2 separate regions of the Gossypium arboreum genome follow, and region 1 is linked to region 2. The links are chromatin contacts, called in public Hi-C maps. All regions are on one chromosome and are shown on one strand. The core of a region is the stretch at or near the end of the contact, and the rest is flanking DNA. Distances in the headings are between cores, read along the strand shown. Region 1 holds the start of LOC108479603 (putative pentatricopeptide repeat-containing protein At3g01580). Region 2 holds the start of LOC108465666 (sialyltransferase-like protein 1).

Region 1 (7,219 bases), core at 3,223-5,722, 180 kb before region 2:
TCATGTGTTTACATGTCACTGCAGCTATATATTGCAGCCTAGGCCAGTACAATGAGGCAATTCCTCTTCTTGAACAATCAATTGAGATTCCAGTGATTGAGGAAGGCCAAGAGCATGCCCTGGCTAAGTTTGCTGGTCATATGCAGTTGGGTGACACTTATGCCATGCTAGGACAGCTTGAGAACTCAATAACCTGTTACAGCACTGGTTTTGAAGTCCAGCAACGAGTTCTTGGAGAAACAGATCCTAGAGTTGGCGAGACATGCCGGTATTTGGCTGAAGCTCATATGCAGGCATTGCAATTTGATGAAGCTCAGAGGCTATGCCAAATGGCTCTTGACATTCACAGAGAGAACGGTACGCCGGCTTCTCTTGAAGAGGCAGCAGATAGGAGGCTCATGGGTCTCATATGTGAAACAAAGGGAGACCACGAAGCTGCTTTGGAGCATCTTGTTTTAGCCCGTATGGCCATGGTGGCAAATAGCCAGGAGGCAGAGGTGGCTTCTGTTGATTGCAGTATTGGAGATGCATACTTATCTTTGTCTCGATATGATGAAGCTGTTTTTGCCTATCAGAAAGCACTTACAGCTTTTAAGACAACTAAAGGAGAGAATCATCCAGCGATTGGGTCAGTCTTTGTCCGGTTGGCTGATTTGTATTACAGGACAGGGAAATTAAGGGAATCAACATCATACTGCGAGAATGCCCTTCGAATCTATGAAAAGCCCATGCCAGGGATTCCCCCGGAGGAGATTGCCGCTGGCCTCACTGATGTTTCTGCCATCTATGAATCAATGAATGATCTTGATCAGGCAATCAAGTTGCTGCAGAAGGCCTTAAAAATATACAATGATGTCCCTGGTCAGCAAAGCACAGTAGCTGGAATTGAAGCTCAGATGGGAGTTATGTACTACATGTTGGGGAATTATTCAGAATCTTACAACTCCTTCGGCAGTGCCATTTCGAAGCTACGCATATGTAGAGACAAGAAATCTGCCTTCTTCGGCATTGCTCTCAATCAAATGGGGCTGGCTTGTGTGCAACGCTATGCTATAAAGGAGGCTGTTGAGTTGTTTGAAGAAGCCAAAAGCATTTTAGAGCAAGAGTGTGGACCGTACCACCCTGATACACTCAGCGTATACAGTAATCTCGCAGGCACTTATGACGCAATTGGCAGGTACGCAATTGTCAAAATCCCCAACACTCCTCTCCTGCCAGAAGGAAAGACATGCTTATACTTGTTTGATTTTAGATTTTTTTTTATTGATGAATGGAGAAACTGTTCAACTTGTTTCTAATGGTGTTTGTATCGTGTAACATGATGTTAAAGCAGGTTGGATGATGCCGTTGAAATACTGGAGTATGTTGTTCAGACGAGAGAGGAAAAACTGGGGACAGCAAATTCTGAGGTAGATGATGAGAAGAAAAGGTTGGCTGAACTATTAAAGGAAGCAGGAAGAGTTGAGAGCAGAAAAGCCAGATCATTAGAAACCCTTCTTGATGCCAACCCTCATCATAATTCTAATGCTGAGCGATTTAAGGTATGAATATGCTAAACATGAATTTATGTACTTTATAATATATTATAAATGGAGAAAGAAATGAAAGAAAAAAGAACACAGAGCTATGTTTTCTTTTCCATTTTCTTTTTTTGTTGGATAGATTCTTGGCATGGAGATGGGTATATATAAATACTATATTGATAATAAAAATGGGTGGACAGTGGGAGTTTGGGGGTGAAAGAAATGTACTATTTATTGTACTTTTATATTTGATTAAAGGTTACTTTTAAGTCACTGTCGTTTGTGATTATTATTATTGGTAAAAGTAAAGATTCTTTGTTGGCATTTTCTACTTAAATCAAGTTCAGCTGCCATTTTCTATGAAAATGTTATGCGAAACCATATCACTATTAACAATCAAACAGCCTCATCAAGCAGGAGAGTTGTTAAGGGTAAATGAGGAACATATCCTGCCTGTTTTAGTTCTAGTGTCAAACTATCTATTACAGGGTATATCTCTTCTAACTGATGGTGTGAACAATCACCCGCAACAAATACATGTATGTCATTATCAATTTCAATCCAACTACATCCAGGTTGCTTTTTAAGCCCCATGTCTTTAATTTCTGATCTAACCTTGACAACTTCATTTGCTTTCCCCAAATCTTCAAGAAGATTTGAGAGGAGGACGCGATAACCGATGCTTGTGGCATCAAGTTCGAATAAGTGATTGGCCACAACCTTAGCCAGCTTTTCATCACCATGACTTCTGCAAGATCCAAGAAGTGAACCCCAGATACGATCATCAGGCTCACAAGGCATGTCCATGACCAGATCATATGCCTGACTAAGGTGGCCAGCTCGTCCTAGAAGATCAACCATACAAGTATAGTGCTCAACTTGAGGCTGAAGTTTGTATTCTTCAACCATGCTTTGAAAAAAATTACATCCCATGTCAACCCTCCCAGCATGGCTGCAAGCAGAAAGAAGGGATGTAAAAGTTACAAGGTCGGGTTTCATGCCTGCATGCTGCATTTTTACAAAGGAAGCAAACATTTTGTCCATGTCACCGTGCATTCCTAAAGCGGATATTATCGTATTCCAAGATACTTGATTTCTTTCATGCATGTTCTCGAATATAATCCATGAGTAATTGATGTCACCACATTTGGCATAAGCAGCAATCAGAGAATTACTCACAAGAACATTGGAATTCCACCCTTGCCGTATTAAGAAACAATGAACCTCCTTACACAGAATCCTAACTGACAAGTGAGCACAAACAGAGAGAATACATGCAGTTGTTACAGAATTGGGTCTAATTCCTTCACGCTGCATGTCACAAAATGCTGCTAAAGCTTCATCCACCCACTCATTCTGAGAATATCCACATATTAGGGCATTCCATGCAACCAAATCCCTGAAACGTAATCTGGAAAAAATATTTTGTGCAGACTCTATATCTCCACATTTTCCGTACATATCAACTAGAGAACTACCAACATAAAAATCGGAAACGCATCCTGTTTTAACAGCTAAACAATGGATTTCCATGCCTTTAGCCTTGAGAGCCAAGGATGAGCATGAGCGCAACACAGCCAAAAGCATCTGAGAATCAGGGAAACCATATTTGGACATGAAGTTACAGAACAGTTCCAGTGCCCTAAAGGGGAAATCATTCTGAGCAGAATTTGATATAACTGCACCCCACATTACCAAGTTATCACTATGAGATCTTCTGAAGATTTTCAAAGCAGATTCAGGATAACAACATTTGAAGTACATCTCTATAAGAGCAGTTTGAATTCTGGTGTCGTTTTCTAATCCAAAGGCAAGTATCAATCTGTGGATCTGTTTTCCTAAGCTTAAATCAAGTAACTGTGTGCACAAAACTAAAGCAGCCACCAATGTTGAAGAGTCTGGTTCAATTTCTAACTCTAACATCTCAACAAATAATTCCTGTGCCTTTGACAAACACTCATTAGAGACATACCCCATAATCATGACATTCCAAATCACAGTATTTACTCTCACTGATTCTTTATTTACTATACTATTGAAAACATGCTCAGCATTTCTCACATCTCCACATTTCATGTACATTTCAATCAATCCACTAACCAGAAACTCATCATTTTCCAATCCATTTTTCAAAACAAATCCATGAATTTCTCTTCCAAGAATCAATGACTTGATCGAAGCACATGATGAGACAGCAGAGAGACAACCTACCCGATTTGGGAACAACCCGTGTTCCTTAGTCATCAAACTAAAGATCATCAGTGAACCCAAGTAATCCTTTGATTGATAGAACCCGGAAATCATGGAATTCCATGAGACTAAATCTCTTTCACCCATTTTCTCAAAAACCTGAACTGCATCCTTAATTTCCCCACATTTGAAGTACATACCCAAAAGTGCATTCACAACATAAACATCAGCCAAAAATCCTAACTTTAATACATGACCATGGATTTGCCTGCTGCTTTTAACATCCGAAAGCCCACCAAATGATTTAATCACACAAGGAAAGAACTTAAAATCTTGAACTTGGAAACCATTTCGAAGCATTCTAACATAAACCCTTATAACATCTTCAAACAACCCCTGTTCACTAAACTCCATAATAAGCTTATTGCTTGAAAAACCATCTTTGTTTTGTGGTTTCAGAGATGGGTTTTCATGGAAATTGAGGGAAGTGAAATGAGTCTGAGAATTGCTAGAAAGAGAAGATTTTTTTATAAAAGAAATATTTTTGGAGAAAAGAGGTACCGTAGAAAACAGCTGAAGCTTTTCTGGATCCTTAGAGTGATTTCGTAGGTGAAATGAATGGTGGTGGTTGAATAGTTTCGTAGCTTCCATTTCTGCGTTACTCTTCGTAGTCTTAGAAGAGACGTCTAAAATAAAACCGCACATAAAATAACTTTTTTAAAGGGTTTTTTTTCCCCCTAAAACCTCGGGTCGGGGCTTACGGTACAAAATGCTGCGTTTTAACAAATCTCACAAAAGGGGTTTCTTTTTAAGTTTTAACGCAGAGCTTCCCACTCGCCATTCAAAATAGAAAGCTCGCTACAATTTGGCTCCTTCGATTGGGGGAAAAAAATTGGATTTTGAATGGAAAACAAACAGTCCAGTTCTCCGGCAAGCTTCGTTGATTCGACAGTGGTAAGTAATTTTCATCCTGCATGCTTTTCGATTTTTTAATTGTTTTCTTCAACTCTAGCTAATAATATTAATATATATATACACACCTGCGTTTAGGTTCCTGGGGATGTGGTGCTCGACCTCTCCTCCATGACCAGCCAGACCATCAAACTAGGTGGTGGTCTCCGTCAGGTCTGTCTGTTTCACTCTCGACCCTGTATATATTTTTGGCTTCAAAAGTTTCTTTAATGATAATGAAAAGTGGGTGGATTTCTTTTTACCTAGGATTGTGATGCTATTTCTGCTATGAAGGCCGGAACACTTAGGTTCTCGAAACCAAATAAATACTGGATTGAAAGTTCGCAAAAAAGGGTTAGCTTCATGCTTTATTTAGTTCCTTATTTATTACAAAAAGGAGTGAATGCTGCATTGTTGTTTACTGTCAGTACAAAGCTATTTTATTACAGGGCGCCCTGTATTTTCGACATCAAATTGTGAGTGATGTAGTCATTTCTTTATCTTTAAACAGTATGTGCCTTGCGTGGAAGATACTATCCTTGGTATTGTGGTGGACTCTAAAGCAGATGTAAGTCCTCATCTGATTGTTAGCTGTATGTTAAATACTTTAGCAGTTCCAGTTCGCTTTTGTCTTTGTATTGTTTGAAATATTTGTGTTTGCGTTCTATTTGAAAGGTGTTCCAGGAGAGGAATCAATTTGGTTCTTCTGTTATGTTTGGAAGAGTGAATAGACTATGCAAAGAAATTGAGAGTTCTTTTCATTTTTTTTCCTTCTTCTCTTGAGTTTGTCTTTATGACCATGAAGAGTGGTAGGTGATACTGTTATATGATAATGGCTTCCATAAAGAGAGGGAGCACCGTCTTTAGGTATAACAGGATAAGGGAAAAATGAAAGTCCGATTATGTTACTAGTGCCTTATTGTAATAATGTAAATTGCCCGTTTATTCTCTTTGATGGGTGAATGAAAAGAAAAAGAAGATTGCATGAAATGACCATGATGATGTGTTGATGTGTAATTGATAGATACTAACTGGAAATTTAGGAGCTTATTCACAAAGATCACGTTAGAATTTGCAGGTCCAGTATGAAAATTCTAAGATGGATGAGATCTTATAATAATGAATAAGTAACAACTGCTTTCCAGTAGAACTTAGTATTAGGCTTTTGAAAAGAAGTTGATCTCCACATAAGATGCTGCTTTTGCATGTACCTGGTCAAGTTTGGTTTCTATTGCATTATTGCCTTCCTTTCCTTCTGTATCCCATCAACTTCAATAGAATGTGCGAAGAGAAAACTGTTGATTTAGTGAGAAAAATCTCGATGAGGTTAGTCAAGGAGGTATTTAGCTGACAATGGAGCATTTGGTATGGTAAACAATGAAACAAGGAGGACATAAAATTAGATTAATTTCTTGATAAAAATTTATTCTAATGTCACTTCCTAATACTGTTGGTTTCAAGATGTTTACTGCCTAAAAATTGTCTATGCTTACAACTAGCTATATGTGAGAATTTGCCACTGGTGAAGTACTGTGGCATGGTATTATGCTTTCAAGGAATCTGCTACAACTTTGTGACTGTCAGATTCACCTTGTGTAGTGAAACTTGTTTGGATTTCATGATGAAAGAAGAAAGAATAAAATTGGATGGAGGAGATTGATAGACACTTCCACTGTTGTATTCTTCACCTTGAAGTAACTAACACAAGCAAAAAACTTTATTGCTTTGAAGCTAATTATATATTGTACCCTGTTTGAATATGGCTCTCTACCATGTCCTTTCTAGTTGCAATTATCCATATTTTGATGTGAGCTGTTTATATAAACATAATTTTTCTTGTATTACATAATCTTAAAAAGGTAAACCTGCTTTTCTGAACTGGAAACTACCTTTTCTCATTATTTATTTTATTGTACATTTGTTCCTTCCAGAATTTTCTGATTGACATCAAAGGACCTGCAATGGGTTTTTTGCCTGTGCTTGCCTTTGAGGGGGGGACCAGGAGGAATATACCAAAGTTTGAGGTATGGATACTTTCAGTTTATGTTTCGATTTACCAGCCATTGCATTTCATCTAGATGTTCTTATCCAGTGATAACTCATGGACAGATATTAGTGGAATCTTCTCATAGTTCAATCTTATTTTCAATGCGATTGATTGGACTGTACCAGTTGGAGGTACATTATTTGCTGAGGAAAGCAAGCCCAGCCTTGTTTGACCCCTTGGACTTTCCAGAACTATGCAGAGCATCTCTGGTTTATTGATGTTTGAGTAACTTCATCAAAGTTTTTGATGGCATAAATCAGAATATCATAGAGTGAATATTTATACAAATATCATATTTCAACTGAATTTCCTTTCTTTGTGCACCAATACACAGATGCATAATTGTTTGGTTGTATCTTCTGTGAGATTGATATTTCATCATTTCTAGAATTTTTGTGATGCTCACTAACAATGTTTTGAGATTAATTCTCGCAAATCTTGAAGTTTAAAATCAGAATGGGATTGTTTTCTGAATTTTATGTACACATGTTTTCAATTATTAATATGG
Region 2 (7,070 bases), core at 2,025-4,524:
AACACAAAACCTAAGCATCAATTTCATTAAACAAACCATTTCATAATTTTTCGGAATATCAACTCATGTTCTTAGTTAAAAACGAATTTGTTAAAATTGATCAATCAAACGAGTTTAATCTTTTGTTTTCTGATAAAAAAACCTCTTAATAAACATTATTTAAGCTTAGATATCCATTTAAACTTGGATTTCAACTCAAAACCATGAATTCACCATTGTTGAATTCCATGTTCAAGAGAGAACAGATCAAGATTGGAAAAACCATTTTAATCGATTTAAATAAAAAATAATGATTAAAAACAACTTTAAAATGAATTTAGAGTTGAGAAATTACCTTCAATCGATCTAGAATAATCAATATTGAATCAAGATCTTTTGAAGAACTCGAATGAGTTTTTTTTCCCAACTTTGAAAATCTTTTCTGGGGAATTTTGAGAGAATTTGGAAAAAAAATAAAAATAAAAGATGAGATCTAATCTGTGATATGTGGACTTCGAAAATGAAAAAAAGAATGAGAGAAAATGCTTAGAAATCGGGTGAAAATTGTGTGTGAAGTGAGGGGGTTGCAGTGTTTTTGAGCTAAGGAAGAACCCAACTTGATTTTCAAAAATTGGGAAAATTGCCATCAGGCTACTTCCACAATTCTCCCTTGTTTTACAAAGTAATCATTTCCCTCCAAAATTCCGAAAATATGGGTAACTTTCCATAAAACCACTCAAACATTTCCCTTGTTTTGCAAAATGGTCCTATATAATTAATATTTTAAATTCTCTCAATTAAACCCTCATTTTAATTTATTTTTCAATTCTAATTTGACCAAAAATATTTAATTTACGAAAATTATTTAAAATTATAAAATTAATTTTTCTAAAAATATTTTTATTTTCTGGAATATAAATTCCTATTTTTAAATGTAATTAAGCTAACTAAACTAAGATAAAATTATTAATAACCTCTATTAGCTCCTAATTTTTCACTTGAAACCCGATAAACTTACTTGAAACTACTAGACCTATTTTTAGGGCCATACAAAAAAGAAGTAGATCACCATATTTAAAAACAAAGATTGTTGGGATGGAGAAGAAGAAGCATAAACATGTTGGGCAATTTAAGCAAAAAGTAAAAATATTGGGCCATTTATTAAAAAATGAAAAAGGAAGGACAAAAAAAAAATAGTCACTCAATTTTGCCTCATCCAACGTGGCAAGTTAACTGGCCACATCAGCAGTCCCGTTAAGCTTATGACGAAAAATATTAATGGGTGACTAATTTGTCACTTTTTGATAACATTAGTGACTGATTTGTTATTTTTCGATAGTTGAGTGACTGAATTGAAATCAGAGTGACTGTTTTGTCAACTGCATCAAAGTTAAGTGACTGGTGGTGTATTTTACCTTTAAAATTAACCCAATAGTCGACTCTTTTTTTTTTTTGGTACACTTTAATACTTAGCTGCAGAGGCGGATTTAGGGGGGCTGGCAGGGGCCCCGGCCCCCTTAAAATGTAAAATTTTTATTTAGGCCCTTAAATTTTAAAAAAATTAAATTATTAAAGGTAAAATTGCACTTTGACCCCATAAGATTATAAAAATTCGATTTAATTATTTAAAAACTATAAATATATAGACTATAAAAAATTAAAATTTCATTCGCCCCCTGCTTAGCTGGGTATACTCTAACACTTAGTTCATTGTCCCATCATCCAAATCCACCTAATTTTACAAATAATTAGTATGATTCACGCTGAAATAATTATGAAAATTTAAAAATAAAATATACTCTAATGCTATTTTATTTTTCACTCTTTAGTTTTTAAATTTAAAATTTAGATTTAATTATTATCAAGATTTAAATTTATTTTATTAAATTTATTGTGTAACATTTTGAATTGAATTAATTATCTGTTTGTATCAAATTATGGAGTAAAAATTGAAGGTTAAAATATGATTTAAGTCCCTATACATTTCATACATTTGTAATTTAGTCTCCTTATTTTATTTTTTAAGATTTTAGTTCCTCTATGTTTCAACTTTAAAAATTCAGATTTAATTGTTATCATTGTTAAAAATGTTCAGTTAAATTTAATGATGTGACATTTTAAAATTAAAAAAAATTATTTAGTAGTGATGTACTAAAAAATGTGTTGAGAATGCTTATGTGATTTTCTTCTTCTTAAAACACACATTTGAATTAGTCATGATAAGAATATTTTTTTGTTGAAATAATATTTGATATAGTTAACAATAGTAATTATTTAGACTAATTAATGACATTATAAAAGTAGAATGGCCAAATTGTGTCAAAATTAAAGTATATGGATTTAAACCAAGTTTTAGCTTAGTATAGAAGCCAAAATTGAAATTTAACCATTATCTTGTAATATATATAAAAAAAAAGTAAGGCAAACCCAAAATATGATGTCTTTAATACCCTTAAAGTTTTCAATTTATATATAACCAAAAATAAATTTTAATAGAAAATTTAATTATATTAACTATTTAGACTAACTAATAATCATGAAAATATAGGATTGAATTATGTTAAAATTAAAGTATAATGATTAAATTTCAATTTTAAGTATAATAAAATGTCTAAATCTGAAATTAAACCATTTTTGTAAAATGAAAAAAAAAACATGGTGGTGCCCACGTGTCAATAGGAGGAATAGGGTGTAGTTATATAGATTTCAAAACTGTTATATTTCCTCTGATTTTTCACGGTATGTATCCAGCTATTCTTCGTGTTTTGTAAGCTAATTAAGAGATAAATATTGACTACGAATTTTAAATTGCTTCATATTTAGAGTGAAGTTCGAATCCTTAATCACTAGTTAAGATAAGAAAAACTTTGAAATATTGAAAAAATTGATTAACTAAGGTTGTACTTAGTTTGTGAAATAAATATTTATTTTCAATAATAGAAACATGAAAACATTTGTTATAACAGAAATATAAGAAATAAAATAAAATAAATTTCAATGAGGGTAGGATTTAATATTTAAAAATTTGTTGAAAAAAGAATATTTTTGTGTTTATATGAGTTTGAATGTGAATTCATTTAAAGTTAAAAATAATTTTTTATCATTTTCAGTTTTATAAAACATTTTTAGTAAAAATAATGAAAACAAATTATTGTTTTTACATATCTTTATTTTTAACAATGTTTTCTAATTAAAAAGAAAAAGAAAAGAAAAAGAAACAGAGGCTAATTGTTTAGGGCTTCGGCTTTGCTTCTCTATATAAACTTGGGCTGGATTTAGAGTCCAGAAAAATGTGGAACTCCCAGTATCAGTCTTAGCATACAACAGGAAAGCTCATAGTCCATTATTCTGATTTGGTCTTGATTTATCATCCCAGAATAGAATTGTGGCTCTCAGTTCCAAACATTTCTGCTTCTTTGGCGTCATCCTTTTAACAAGATGTCGAAACTAATCCACCCAGAAATCAAAATTGGCATCAATTGATTACTTTCAGTGATATATAAATCCAATCTGCTACTCTAATAACAGTGCAGAAGCAGGTGTAGGGGCTCCTAATTCACATCATAAACCCCGATTGTAAGTGGAGAAACAATGAGATCTCGGTCTCAGTTTCAGTCTCACAAGAAATCCACGCTTCTCCCTCTGGTTTGCGCTGCTGCATTCTTTTCTCTTCTTCTTTTCGGAATCCAATCTTCTTTCTTCTCAGGTTCTTTAGTTCTTTCTGAAGCTCTATTTCTGAACTATTGAAGTTTCCTTTTATTGCTTATTTCTGAATATGCTTAATTTTATTCTTGGTTTTCAGGTCGTATTAACAGAAAAATAGATCTCGGTAAAGAAAAAGTGCAGGTATCAGATCTCAGCCCTCAGGAACTCAGGAGTTTAGCCGACTTTCAAACCAGTGTTCAACAATGCGTGGTCAGTTCTTTTCTATATTAGTTTAAAGTTTTTTATTTTATTTTGTTATAGTTTCTGTTTGCCATAAAATAAAATATACATGACAAAATATTCAACCTCCCTTACAACGCTTTTGACCTCTTTCTTTGCTGGCTTATATTTCTCAAAGCAATCTGTATCCACGGTATTTCCTAAGTTTCTATAGAAAATTCGTTTGTTCTTAATAGTTGTACTTCTTCGTTCCATCATGATGCATCCTTATATGGCGGCATTATATCCTTTGATTCACCAAGTTACTCAGTCACCTCTTTAGCACAATAAACCATTTTTTTCCATATCATACTGGGTATGAAATCGTCTTCTCAATTTGCCTCTCAGGTTACTCTATTACTTAAAAGTGCTTGCGTGCCCCTGTTCAACCTCCACCATTTAATCCTAGGATCTAGAATAGGTCTAGCTTTTTTATACATCTTTAGAAAATGAACATATTGGAAGCTGATGTTGTGTAGCTGTACTTGCCTCCTGTATCACCTTACAGTCTATGCAACAACTCCCTCCCTTCTGGTTAGAAACAATCTATTTTGCTGGCATTCCCTCCACTTAGGTGATTGGATGGAAGTCACTTTTCCTAAACACGTGTTTGCTTAAATCAAGTCTTAAGATAAAAAAAAACACAAAAAAACTCAGATGATGTTCTTGTTTCCATTCCATGTTGCATTAAACAATAATAAGAAAACTTGGATTAGTTTAGTTCAATCTAAATGCTGATTTTGCCGAGAATTGGATGAGTTTGTGAGTTGATGATGACTGTATTTCATTTGTGGAAGTCTGCATTTACTGACATGAATGGATGTAGGCGAATAGAGGACTTGGACTCACTGCACATCTTGTCGACCTTTGCAAATTGACTCTTAAGTTTCCTGAAGGCACAAACAGCACTTGGGTCTGGTTTTCTTTCCTTCCTCTTAATAATGCATCCCCCCTCCCCATTTTTGCTCTTCAATTATTTTTAAATGCATTTGTCTGCTGATTGTTCCTGGTGTTTACAGTATAATGAGCAGTTTAAGGTTTTTGAACCATTGGAGTACCATTATGATATTTGTGATGCCATTCTTTTGTGGGAACAGGTTAATGTTCAATCCTTTTCCTTGTTATATTTGCCCACTGAGGAGTCATTTGTCCTCCTAATAATGCCTTTATAAATGCAGTACCGTAACATGACAACAGTGTTAACTAGAGAATATCTAGATGCCCGGCCAGATGGATGGTTGGACTATGCAGCAAAAAGGATTGCACAATTGTATGATTTTCTTGACACATACACTGGTTTATCTTTTCCGGTTTTCTGATTTGGCTTTAAGCATATTTGCTGCAAAAATTGTTTGTCGGAATTAAGTGAACTTGTAAACTTTTTTCGTCGTGGTTTGCAGGGGAGCTGATAAATGCTACAATCAAACACTTTGTGAAGAACATCTTAATGTGCTTCTACCAGCAAAGCCCCCATTCCACCCACGCCAGTTTCGCACATGTGCAGTTGTTGGGAACTCAGGTGATCTATTAAAGACAGAATTTGGGAAAGAAATTGATAGTCATGACGCTGTTATACGAGACAATGAGGCTCCTGTCAATGAGGTAAATTGAAAATACACACGCCAAATGAGTTATCCAATTCTCTGAAAACTTTCAATGTTATTTCTTTGCATTGACTCAGTTTTCTTTTCTATCATTTCAAGGCAATTGATTATCAATAATTTCTCTTAGAAGCAATTAATTCTGCATTTATTTGTGTGTGTGTGCATTCATGCTCTACTAAGATTTTAGACTTTCATTTACTTTCTTTAACTTATCCGAATTAGTAGCAAATTACACTCTGTTTTTTCATCTTTGTCTTTTTCATGAGGCTGCATGGCCTTTGGTTCATTGTTCTTCTGGCTTATGTCGGTATTTAGTCTATGTGAATGCTTATCTCCATTATCACTCGCTTAACAGAAATATGCCAAATACGTTGGTCTTAAGAGGGATTTCCGCCTTGTGGTACGGGGTGCTGCTCGAAACATGATTAAGATTCTCAAAGGATCCGGTGAGTGCCGGTCTATATTAATGTTGCTAATAAAGTTCTGGAATGCTTGTTTTGGATGCTCTTATGGTGTGTTTGGGTCTGGTATTTGGAAGAGAATTTCATTTCAATCCAGGTTTCAAATATGAATTTAATTGTTTGGGTTAAAGTATTGGGAGAATTACAAAATTTATGAGGATTTTCAACATGAGATTTAGCATTTCAATTTCCCTATTGAAATTCCTCCTAAAAGAGGTTGTTTTTCAAATCACTTGAAGATTTCCTTTTACTTTTATCTCACATGGCTCACTATAAAATGTATTCCTTAAAAAAATTAAATATCATATAAAATTATCCTGATAAATATATTTTTGCTGTTACCTTTATATTATTAATAATATCTCTACATTTTCACAAATCTAATGGTACTCGTATTGCATATTGTCCAGCAGACGTAATTTCTTTTAACATCATTTTTCATTGTTTATATTTTTTCCATCTTATGGAAGTTCAATGGCCTAAATTTCATTTGAAGAAATGTTTATCCTAACAATAATAATTACAAATGCTAGCATTTCAAACATGAGTTGGCTTCATTTCAAAGTTCTTTCAAGATTTAAAAATTCCCTCTCCAAACTCTTATTTCATTTTACTTCTACATTTGCGGGGAAAAGAAGGCTTCCCCTCTCTCTCTCTGTTTTATGCACATATAATCTATTTCTTGTTAGCAAATGTGTGTCATTCATGCATGTATTGATGTCTCAATATGATGTTAAAACATAATGACATTGTCAGTTTTCCCATGCAGATGATGAGGTACTTATAATCAAGAGTGTCACCCATAAGGACTTCAATGATATGATCAAGGTGAGAATCCTATATCAGGAAATAAACAATGTTATTTGTCAGTAGCTGGTTGAGTGATTAAGAAACAGAATTTAAAGTTGGCTGCTATGATAGCTTATTTGATTTTGGAGTGCTAGATATCAATTCTGTGATCAAAGTCAAACCCCAGCAACCCTTAGAGTTCGGTGTTTATTTATTCTTGTTTGCTGTTGGTACTCTTTCTTGCTAGATACCTTTTATTGGGATGGTTGTGAGAACTTATACTTCATTTATATGGTTCTTTTGCCATGCCAAA

The links. Hi-C and Micro-C count contacts between places; a contact is called where the count stands out from the background.
Region 1: a contact with region 2 is called in a Hi-C map of leaf, with 2.8 times the contacts expected there. The contact joins the promoter of LOC108479603 here to the promoter of LOC108465666 in region 2. A contact is called at or near these places in 2 of 5 Hi-C or Micro-C datasets (both in leaf).

What each region holds. Positions count from the first base shown.
Region 1 is chr3:58,388,939-58,396,157 of ASM2569848v2, reverse strand. LOC108479603 (putative pentatricopeptide repeat-containing protein At3g01580) reads right to left here and starts at 4,472. Exons shown (of 1, transcript XM_017782314.2): 1 at 1,393-4,472. The coding sequence starts at 4,418. The coding sequence ends at 1,920. It overlaps LOC108477402, which reads left to right and starts at 4,532. Exons shown (of 10, transcript XM_017779941.2): 1 at 4,532-4,667; 2 at 4,764-4,838; 3 at 4,932-5,018; 4 at 5,176-5,232; 5 at 6,596-6,688. The coding sequence starts at 4,617. LOC108479604 (protein KINESIN LIGHT CHAIN-RELATED 3-like) reads left to right here. Exons shown (of 3, transcript XM_017782315.2): 2 at 1-1,177; 3 at 1,334-1,860. The coding sequence ends at 1,547.
Region 2 is chr3:58,204,963-58,212,032 of ASM2569848v2, reverse strand. It overlaps LOC108465666 (sialyltransferase-like protein 1), which reads left to right and starts at 3,274. Exons shown (of 11, transcript XM_017766042.2): 1 at 3,274-3,685; 2 at 3,782-3,894; 3 at 4,730-4,816; 4 at 4,923-5,000; 5 at 5,082-5,173; 6 at 5,304-5,505; 7 at 5,863-5,953; 8 at 6,738-6,796. The coding sequence starts at 3,571.